2 separate regions of the Arachis hypogaea genome follow, and region 2 is linked to region 1. The links are chromatin contacts, called in public Hi-C maps. All regions are on one chromosome and are shown on one strand. Each heading gives the region's core, a stretch centred on a gene start, on an enhancer-like site or on the middle of the called end of the contact. The rest is flanking DNA. Distances are from core to core; before and after follow the strand shown.

Region 1 (5,422 bases), core at 1,098-3,597:
TTGTTTTCTGATTTTATTGTTGTTGTATGTTGATTTGATTGTTGAATTTGTGTTGATTTGTTGAATTTGTGTTGATTTCATTGATCTTGTTATTCTTGGTGGTGGAAGTGTTGGTGCTGGTGGGAGGTAAAGGTGCTGGTAGTGGTGGAGGATATTTTTGTCCAGAAAAAGTTAAAAGGACGATTTTAAAACGAAAAAAAAAACATTAAGGATAATTCTAAATAAAAAATTACGTTAGAGACTGTTTCGATTCTAAACCCTCAACTTGGAACTAAAACAATACTTATTCCTTTAAATTCTAATTACACATAAATACTTGAGAGTTTATGTAATTAAGATATGGGTTAAAAAAAGGTGCAAAATTTAAAATATTAAAATATTTATTGTGTATTTGTGAAAATAAAAAGTTGAAAACCTTTTTTAATAATAACTTCATCATATGAGTTTATCAAATATGTGTCAATAGCACATGTTAAAATTACTAATTAAAATTTTTATAAAAAATTTAAAATTTAAAATTTTTAAATATTTATTATATATTTATTGAAATAAAAAATTTATTTTTTAATAATAATTTTATGATGTGTCCTTATCTTAAGAGTATATGTCAACAAAATCTTTAAGATATAAATGTCTTCAAATACAAACATAGTAGAATAACACTAAAGTTGGAACGAAAACAAAAGTAGGTCTTTTTAAGTTCATAAAAAGGAGGGGTTGTAGTCCCAAATGTCCTAAAAGCTAAGAATAATTTGATGTTGTAAGGCACGTTACAAAATAAATACACATTTAATTTAATCGATTACTCTCTCGTGTGAAATGAATAATAATTGGAACAAATTTGAAACGAAAAAGGATAAAACGGTAAAGTGGCTAACCCTAAGGGTCGTTTAATAAATACACACAGTATAATACGATAAAAAAGAATGCATAGTGCGTCTATTGAAACGACAAAAGTAGCTTAGAGTGAAGACTGAAGACACAACACATTCATGAAAAAATGCATTAAAAATACGAATGCACAGACCCACATATTCTTCGTTTTTATCCTTTTATTAAAAATAAACTTTTCCCCATGCTTTTTGGTTTTCCCCCTCGTGCAATTTCTAAGGTTAATTTTCTTTTAATACATTTTTTTCAACGTCTGATTAATATATTCCAATATTTTTTTCGGGTACGAATATTTGTGATGGAATTGAAGATGATGATGGTTGTGTCATGTGATGTTCCACCTTCAACGTTTCGCTTTACTGTGAACAACTGAACACTGTTATGACATGAAAAAGGAGAGGGAAAAATGACAAGGTAGTAGGGAGAGCTAGAAGGTGATTCTCCTTAATTTATTAATAATTAATATTTCTTTAGATTATAATAATATTTTAAATGTTAATTTTAAAATTTATTTTCATTGATTTGCCTTACAAAACTAAACTATTTCTTTTATTTAAAATCTTATATTAAAATTTGTTAAATTATATGATTCATAGTTTTGGTCTTGGTTATAGCTCTACTATTAAGTGCAACTGACCAAAATTAAGAAAATTAGATGTCACATATTAACATCAACGCATGGTGGATTGAACTAATAAGTATTTTCTAATATTCGCATTTTGAATACCGAAAAAATGACTAAGGCACATGTTCAGTTAGCAAGTTAGCATTTTAGGTTAACAGTAGGCCTATACATTTTTTTAGTGTATATTAGGAAAAATTTCAAATGTATCGAGCAACACCGGTATTCTAATTGTTTTAACCGTTGATTTCAATTAATATATATTATATATATTATTTACTTAGAATTTAATTTCCATTATATAAATAATTAATTATGTATTATTATAGTAAAAATAATTAATTTTAAATTTATTATTTAAAAAATAATTTAAATATAATAATATAAAATTCTCTACACAATTAGTATATTGAAATTATTATTAGTCTTAATCTTACATATTATATGACATGTCATGGCACTTCATATATTTTTTCGGTTATGAACAATTAATTAATAGTTAATAAAATTAAATATTATTATTTTTATTCTAATGATCTTATTATTTTTTTTATAAATTTATACAAATATATAATACAAAAAATTATATCTAAAATAACATTATGGAATTATCATTTCGTTAATAATATTGTTAACATAATAATAATAATAATGTTTTCATAAAGTGAAAAGAGAAAATCTATTCTTCAAAAAAAGGCAATCTTTCTTTCATTTTAATAAATTTAACTTTAATGCGTATAAAATATTTTATATAATTATATAATTATGTTTATTTTTTTAAATAATTATTTATATATTTAATATAAAAAGTAAAAACGTTACTAATTTGATGCATGTCTAAAACGAAGGGGCATCAAAATTAAATTAATTTTAACAAAAGAGAAGAAAGTGAGATGAATAAAAGAAAGGAGATAGCTTAATGTGAAGTGAGAGTGGGGGAGTGAGTGGCTTCCTTCATAGAAAGCGGAGCAGCACAAAAAAGTGAGGTCTCCATTGTTTTCCATTGGATTTTTGCGTTGCGTTGCATTCTCCAATGCTTTCTCTCAACACCCTCCAACACAACCCCTAACCCTGCATCTCCGTTTTCCTTCTTCTTCTTCTTCTTTCAAAGCAAGCAGCTATGGCTTCTTCAGTAGTGTTGTTTTCTCTGTTGTTATTGTTGTTGTTGGGTCTCTTTAGTTCTCACTCCTGTGCTGCTAGGCTCGGTGGTTCAAGACAGAAGCTTGAAGTCAATAGGCATTTGAATCGCTTGAATAAGCCTCCTGTTAAGACCATTCAGGTCTTCTTCTTCTTCTTCTTCTTCTTCCCTTTTTGGTTTCCCCCAAAAGAAAAAAAAATGTTTTTAATTAGGGTTTTTCTTTTTCCTCCCAAAGAATAGTTTGGTTTTGAAGAAAAAATATTATTTTTTTATTTGGGTAAGCTAAAGGGGGTGATGTTGTGTTTGAACAGTGATTTGTGTGGCTTTCAGATATTTTTCACTCAGGAATCAAAATAATCTTTGGCTCCTACTGTTTATTTTTTTGACGTATTTCCTCCCCGGATTGTATAAAAAAAATGTAGATCTTTTATGTTGACATTTTGATTTCTTCAAGCTATGTTCTATACTTCTATGTTTTTAATATTTTCTTCTACCTGTTCATACTTCTTATTTCCTGGAAAAAGAAAAATTCCCTTTGTCTAAGAAATTATTGGCTGGATTCTGAAGCAGTAGCAACTAGAAAGTACTGGAAGGAAAGAACTTGGGCGATGATTTTCTTTTCTTGGCATTCCCCACTTTTTATCAAAATCACCTACTGAACATTAGAAAAAATGGAAATATAATTAACGAAGCTTTGCTTTGAATATTTTATTTTGCTTAGTATTTTTTTTTGTAGTGTTAATAGTGTGATTTATGGATTGTGCAGAGTCCAGATGGGGATTTCATAGATTGTGTGCATATCTCTAAGCAACCGGCTTTTGATCATCCTTTCCTTAAAGATCACAAAATTCAGGTCCATATTATCTTCACACAGAATCTAATCTTTGGTTTATTCTCTCCTATTATTATTACTATTATTATTATTATTATCAGTTTTTTTCTTAAACTTTTATGTTTGTTTTTCCCTAACACTGGATTGCATTATTGGTTAATTGATTTAGATGAGGCCTAGTTTCCACCCTGAAGGGCTATTTGATGAGAACAAGGTTTCTGAAAAACCCAAAGAGAAGATTAATCAGCTGTGGCATGTGAATGGGAAATGCCCCGAAGACACAATACCAATTCGGAGAACAAAGGAAGAGGATGTCCTTAGAGCTAGCTCAGTTAAAAGATATGGAAGGAAGAAGCACAGGTCAATCCCGAAGCCTAGGTCAGCACAACCTGATCTTATTAACCAGAGTGGTCATCAGGTATTATCGATTGTTCCTCTTAATTTTTTTTTTTCAATTTTGATGTTTTCTATTTTATAATTGGCATTGGTCTAATTTACTTGCTGGTTGTTGTTGATTCAGCATGCAATAGCATATGTTGAAGGGGACAAGTACTATGGAGCAAAAGCCACTATTAATGTGTGGGAACCTAAGATTCAGCAGGCGAATGAGTTCAGCTTGTCGCAGCTCTGGATATTAGGAGGCTCGTTCGGCCAAGATCTTAACAGCATTGAAGCTGGCTGGCAGGTATGCTAAGAAAGAAATTGATTTTTGAAGTCCACATTTAGTTTGTATAAATTCTGATGCCTATTTATTGATGATAACAGGTTAGCCCTGATTTATACGGCGATAACAACACTCGGTTATTCACCTACTGGACAGTAAGTATTTACCTTTTAACCTTTCCTATATTCATATATTGCTTTTATTTTGCAATCAAACCTCACATGCTATGTTCTACAGAGTGATGCATATCAAGCTACAGGTTGCTACAATCTTCTTTGCTCAGGATTTATTCAGGTCAACAGCGAAATATCAATGGGTGCAAGCATATCTCCGGTTTCTGCTTACAGAAACTCCCAGTATGATATCAGCATCCTTATCTGGAAGGTAAAAATCCCAAAAAAAAGGTCATCACATTATCTATCTGCGAACATAAGCACCGGGTAATCATCTTCCCAGCTAGTGTTTGTTTGGCTTTGGGACCGATTTAATAATGTCCATGAGTGCTTGGATTCATTTTTTCTTCTATAGGTATAAGACATGTCATGTGGAAGAGTCAAGTTGTCAGTTTATAACATGTTATAGGTTTGATTGGAATCTTAAATTCTTCATATTTTCACCCATCAACTGACCAGTAAAAAAGACATTTTAGCCAGTATTGTTGGCAGCATAGTTGGAAATTAGAATCATCTTTGTAGGATCCTAAGGATCCATTTATTTCTTTTCTCATCTCCTTTTTGAAATTTGATCATGATAATGGACCCCAACTGTAATTGATGAGTGGGGCAAAGCAACTGTGATGAACTTGCTTATGTACTAACACCGATGATTGCGCAATGCGGAAACACATTTACACCACTAGCAACAGTTTGTATAAGATATTCACATGTTCTTTTAGGCATCATTTAGTAATTGTTTCAGGACAGAAAATACAAAGACACAGACGGCCCATCACGAAACGGACCCTCTCTTTAAACCATCAAATTCGTTAATGGTATTAAGTATTAAACCTTTTCTATTTTCTCTTTTTTTTTTTTTTTCCATGTAGGATCCAAAAGAGGGACACTGGTGGATGCAATTTGGGAATGACTATGTATTGGGATATTGGCCTTCATTCTTGTTCTCATACTTGGCAGACAGTGCCTCCATGATTGAATGGGGTGGTGAGGTTGTGAATTCTGAGCCTGATGGCCAACACACTTCAACTCAAATGGGAAGTGGCCATTTCCCTGAAGAGGGTTTTGGAAAATCAAGCTACTTCAAGAACATTCAAGTGGT
Region 2 (5,422 bases), core at 1,428-3,927, 160 kb before region 1:
ATTCCTTTTAGAGTCTATCTAATAGAATAATGCTAAGCATATGTTTGTTTTGGTGGAAACATTGTTGTTTCTTGAGTTGTTATTTTTCTTTTGGTTCTTTTCGATTTTTATGTTTGGAATTTAGAATTTTTTTAAATATAAATTGAAGTTATTTGGTTATTACTTGTGGTTTTATTTTTAATTCGATTTACACCGTTGATATTCTGTTAATTTCTAATTTAGTATTTAATGTCATAAAGTTATAAATTTCTCATATGAATGATTATTGATACAATTAAGTTAGTTATTAATTTTTAATGCGTACTTATTTTAAAAAAATCTAATTATAATTTTTAATTAAAGTATTATGTTTTAAATTTAAATTCAAATAAATTTTTTTTTTTGAATTTTTAAGTAAGCAATTAGGTTTGAGAATATTTTTTAAAACTTTATATAATTTATAAGCTACTATGCTAATTATAAAAGATTATATTAAAGTAAATAAAATTATTAGTCTTATTAAAATGTGAGGTTATTTATACTATTTAAAAAAAATTTAATTTGACATTCTTCTATACTGAATTCTGTTTCTAATGTTGTTTCGACAAAATTGAATTAATTTAGAAAATTCTATTTAAAAATTTAAAATTTGTACTAGCTAATTAGGAAACTTTATTTAAAATTTTGAAATTTGAAATTTGAAATTCTAATACTAATTCATAATTAAGTGACTCTTTAACCGTTTCGATTTTTAAATTTAAATTTTTTTACTTGCCACATTTATAAATTTTCTCTTTACTCAATTTACATTGTGATCTTTTAGATTGTTTCTCCACAATAGAAGTACTTTCATTTTTTCTCTCTTTTTAAATATTTTTTCAAAATTTACGTAATTTATAAGGTTATTAATTTTTAGATTGTATTTAATTTTATTTATTTTTATCGACAAATAATAGGATTGATACTATTTATGACAAAACTAATAAAAATTATTTTTAAATTAACAAATTCTTATATTTCTAAACGTTTAATTAGAAAATTTTATTTAAAAAATTTAAAATTTGCCCTAGCTAATTTGAAAATTCTATTTAAAAATTTAAAATTTGAAATTCTAATACTAATTCCTATATTCTTAATCATGAAACTTCTAATGTCTTCTTCAGATCAAGATGAAGGTGAAATGAAGAGATTTGCTAATTGGATACTTGATGTTGGAAATGGAAATATTGGTTTTGTTGTTGGTGATGAATCAAAAATTGAAATTCCAGATAATCTATTGATTACAACTACTGATGACCCTCTCTCCCATTTGGTAGACTTTGCATATCCAAATTTATTGCAAAATATGTCAGACTACAGGTATTTTTAGAGTAGGGCAATTCTTGAACCCATGCTTGAGAGTCTCGAGAAGGTAAACGATTTTGTCTTGACAATTTTTCCAGGGATGGAAAAAGAGTATTTGAGTTCTGACACAACATGTCAAGCTGATGAGAATGAAGATATACAATAAGAGTGGTACACACCAGAGTTCCTAAATGACATTAAATGTTTGGGACTATCCAATCACAAGTTGACTTTGAAGCCATGAGTCGCTGTAATGCTACTGCGAAACATAGACCAGATTTCAGGTTTATGCAACAGGACAAGATTAATAATTAACAAACTTGGCAGCAACGTAATTGGAGCGACAGTAGTGACTAGTAGAAATATTGGAGATAAACTGTATATTCCAAGAATGAACTTGATCCCTTTAGATTTAAGATTATCATTTAAGTTCCAACGGAGACAATTTCCATTAACAGTATGTTTTGCAATGACCATTAACAAGAGTTAGGGTCAATCATTATTACATGTAGGCCTTTACTTGCCAAAATCAGTGTTCACCTATGGACAACTTTATGTTGCTTTGTCAAGAGTTAAGAGTAGCAGTGGTCTCAGAATTTTAATTCTAGACGAAGACGACAATCCAAAGTTATAAAAAACAAATGTCGTGTTCAAAGAAGTTTTTAATAATATTTAAGTAAGAATAATATTATTTTCATTTTAATAGCATGTTATGATTTACACTTTTGTATAAATATTTACTGTGGATATAACTAATTTATTTATAACTCTGTTTTCATATTTGAGATGAAATGTGTAACAAGGAGCACAACATCATATGCCAATTGCTTTTCTAATGAAGTTAGTAAGATACTAAGTTGTCGATAAATTTTTATTAGCCTTCTGATATAAAATTTAGTGTAAAATTGACATGCTATTATTACAATTATATATGTTTTTATTTTTTTCATATCTTCCTCCTTATGGTTCAAGAATATCATACTCTTCTATTTACTTTTTACTTTGAATAAAGATAAAACAACATATTCAGTACATTTATTATATAATAACGATAATCGTGTTATACTAAACTTAAAAAATTTATGATTATAAAATATTATTTTTAATTTAATATGTCAAATTTAAATATAAACTCGTGCATTGCACGAATTTAATACTAGTACACAAACACAACAACTCAACAAAGTGTCTGTACTTCTTAGAATACTACTAAATACTAATTACTAAGCAGAAGAGATGAAAAAAAAAAACAAAAAGAATATTTAGTCATAAAATATGAACGGGTTATTATAAATGATCGTAATAAATAATGGTAATGACGCGGACAAAGTACAAAGAGATTAGAACGAAAATGTGAGGGTCCAAAGTCTAAGTTCTAAAAATTCTCCAATCCAATAACAAGAACAAGATTAAGAGAAGTCAATCTTGCAAAAAATCTGGCATTGGATATTTATTCAATTTATGGATTGAATTCCAAGAGAGACAAAGTCAAAGGAATAAGAATGGTGTTCAGCAGCATGCTGGTGGTGTCAGTGGCACGTGTCTCCGGTGAGGCGTGGCAGTGGGCGGCGTGCATTGGTGAGCCACTCCCGACGGAGCAGTTGGTGGATCTTCTCTGCTGCTTACCTCTTCACCAATTGGGTCGTCTTGCTCTCTGCCTCTGCTCTTTCTTCTGCCTCCCGAACCCTGATTCCTACTACTACTATTCTTCTTACCTTCCTTCTGATGATGATGATGATGATGATGATGATGATCTTGCTGAAGATCATGATGATTATTCTTCTTCCACCTCCATTGACTTTGATGATGACTTCTACTACCATTCCCATTCTGATTGATAGTTTTATGCTGCTTTCTTGCAACTTCATGCCCCCACCCTTTTTCAGTTGTAAAGTATGTTCTTTTCCCTCCTCTCTATTCATGTTTATTGTTTTTAATTATTATCATTATTATTATTATTAAATCTGGGTTCTTGATGAAGTTTGTGTTTTTTAAATCTGGGGGTTTCCAAAGTTCCTGTTTTGATTGTAGATTCTGGATGTTTTTGGCTTCAAATATAATGGTTTTTTCTTTTTGTTTTGTTTTTTGTGTGTTGATTTTGGGATTATATGCTGTTATTTTTTGGCTGCTGTTATCTTGCTTGGTTTGTGAACTGAACACGTTCCATATTCCTAGATATGTTTTGCGGGGTTCTCTGTTACTTTGGATTTTTGTTGGCAATTCTTGTTTTGCATGATGCATTCTGTAACATATGCATTTCCATGGATGTGATGATGTGTCCACTGTTAAGATAAAAACAATTCCTGAAGCAGCAAAAGTAGGTCACACGTGATTAAGAAAGAATTGTAGTTACTCTTGTTGTTCACTTGGACTCTAAAATGCTTCGGAGTGATGTGAAAAGTTTAGATCAAAATCTACCAACACCAATCCACCATGATCATCAGGCTTATAGGGATAATATGTTTTCTACAAACTTCGAAATAAAATTTTAGAAATGTTTAAAAAGTGGATTGTTACAGAAGCATTTAGTCATTTAATAATTGTAGAAAAGGTTTAGGGTGATTGTGGAATCTAAATTTAGTGATTAGATCTGTGGCATTGTCATAATCATTGCATGCTTGCTAATCTTTGGTTAATAAAGCAAATGATGTACCTACTTGCCATGTTCCGTTTTATTTTTTAACTGAAATAAACTGTTAGCAACATCTTATAAGCTGCTAAAAACGAAAGAACCGTACATAATTCAGCATACAGCATACTAAATTATGTGCGGTTCAATCTTTTGTAACGACTTATGATATATTTATAAAACCTGCTTGTGGTCCTTCATTGATAGGTCATTTGAATTATCATAGCCTTTGCTGAAGTTTATGTCATATCTGAGGGTTGCTCTACATGGGCTGTTTTATTCGATATACATAATATTACATTTGTTTTGGTCAGTCTAACATTTGAAGCTAACAGAAACATGCATGTCTTAAACTTCTTGTGAACTATCAATGTGAATTGTGAGATGTCCTTGTTTATCTGAATTCTTGTGTGATTGTCTGAGAAGAGATACGATTGTCATTATTTTTTCAGAACTCAGAAGAAAATGACTTATTTTATTATTCAACACTAAATCTACAAGAAAAGTAGCTAGCTTATACCTCTGAGCATGCAATTTGCTAGTAATGAAACAAAGAATGCCAAAAAGATGAAAATGAACCCAATTCTGACATTAGAAATATCCTCCTATCAAGAATGACACCCCTTCCCCCTTTGTGAAAACCAATTCAGAGAATGAGGAATCAGATTGAGTCTTAGATGTGATGAAGAAGAAGGAGAGAATGAGAAGAGAGAGTGTCCGAACTTTCTGTTTTTTCTTTCTCATTGATTCTGAAAAAATGAGCCTTACAAGAGTGAACCTCACTCACTAACTACATCATCATTAGCTTATATATTACCACTCAATTTTCGGTACACGTTTACCATTCATAAATATCTTCTAACTAATTTCTAGCCGCTAACAACCACATAACAAACTTTCCACCTCAGCACCAACTGAATAACTAACTCCCTCATCTATTCTAACCATTAGCCTTCACGTGATACCCTTCTCCTCCTCCTCCTCCTCCCCTTTCTATTCATTAGTTGTTACTGACATATTGGCTTCGTGGAATGGATTGTATTTCTTGTGCCTATGTAGGTCAGCGTGATCTTTACTCCCCACTACTCCAATCAACTTGTTCTTGAATCACTGTTTCTAATTTCATCCATCTTTGTCTTCGATTAATTTTTGTTTACAATGTGTTTCTTCAAATCACTGTTTCTATTCATTGGTTGTTTACAATGTATTTCTTAGTATTTGCTGTCATTTGGGATGTAAGGTTGTCACCCATCTTTTCTGTAGCATAAGAAGTTCAAGTCCTATTCTAAGTTCTTTATTGGCCCTTCAAAATATTGTCTTATTTTTTTTGGATAATCTAAATTGAGATCCCTTGTAAAGTAAGAAAATGAGGGCTTATTCACTATTTGATCACTTGGTAGAACCCAGACATTGCACTATATTGATCCAAGGGTGAATGACCCTCTTGCTTTCTCACTTTAGAGGAATTTA

What was found. A called contact is a pair of places that touch in the nucleus more often than the background predicts.
Region 2: a Hi-C map of leaf shows a contact between it and region 1, with 4 times the contacts expected there. The contact joins the promoter of LOC112733325 here to the promoter of LOC112733324 in region 1. A contact is called at or near these places in 2 of 8 Hi-C or Micro-C datasets (leaf and an unstated tissue).

The regions. Positions count from the first base shown.
Region 1 is chr13:128,055,065-128,060,486 of arahy.Tifrunner.gnm2.J5K5, reverse strand. It overlaps LOC112733324 (protein neprosin), which reads left to right and starts at 2,347. Exons shown (of 7, transcript XM_025782252.3): 1 at 2,347-2,792; 2 at 3,418-3,504; 3 at 3,653-3,901; 4 at 4,004-4,168; 5 at 4,249-4,302; 6 at 4,385-4,531; 7 at 5,193-5,422. The coding sequence starts at 2,634.
Region 2 is chr13:128,213,671-128,219,092 of arahy.Tifrunner.gnm2.J5K5, reverse strand. It overlaps LOC112733325, which reads left to right and starts at 2,677. Exons shown (of 2, transcript XM_072212490.1): 1 at 2,677-3,216. The coding sequence starts at 2,826. The coding sequence ends at 3,161.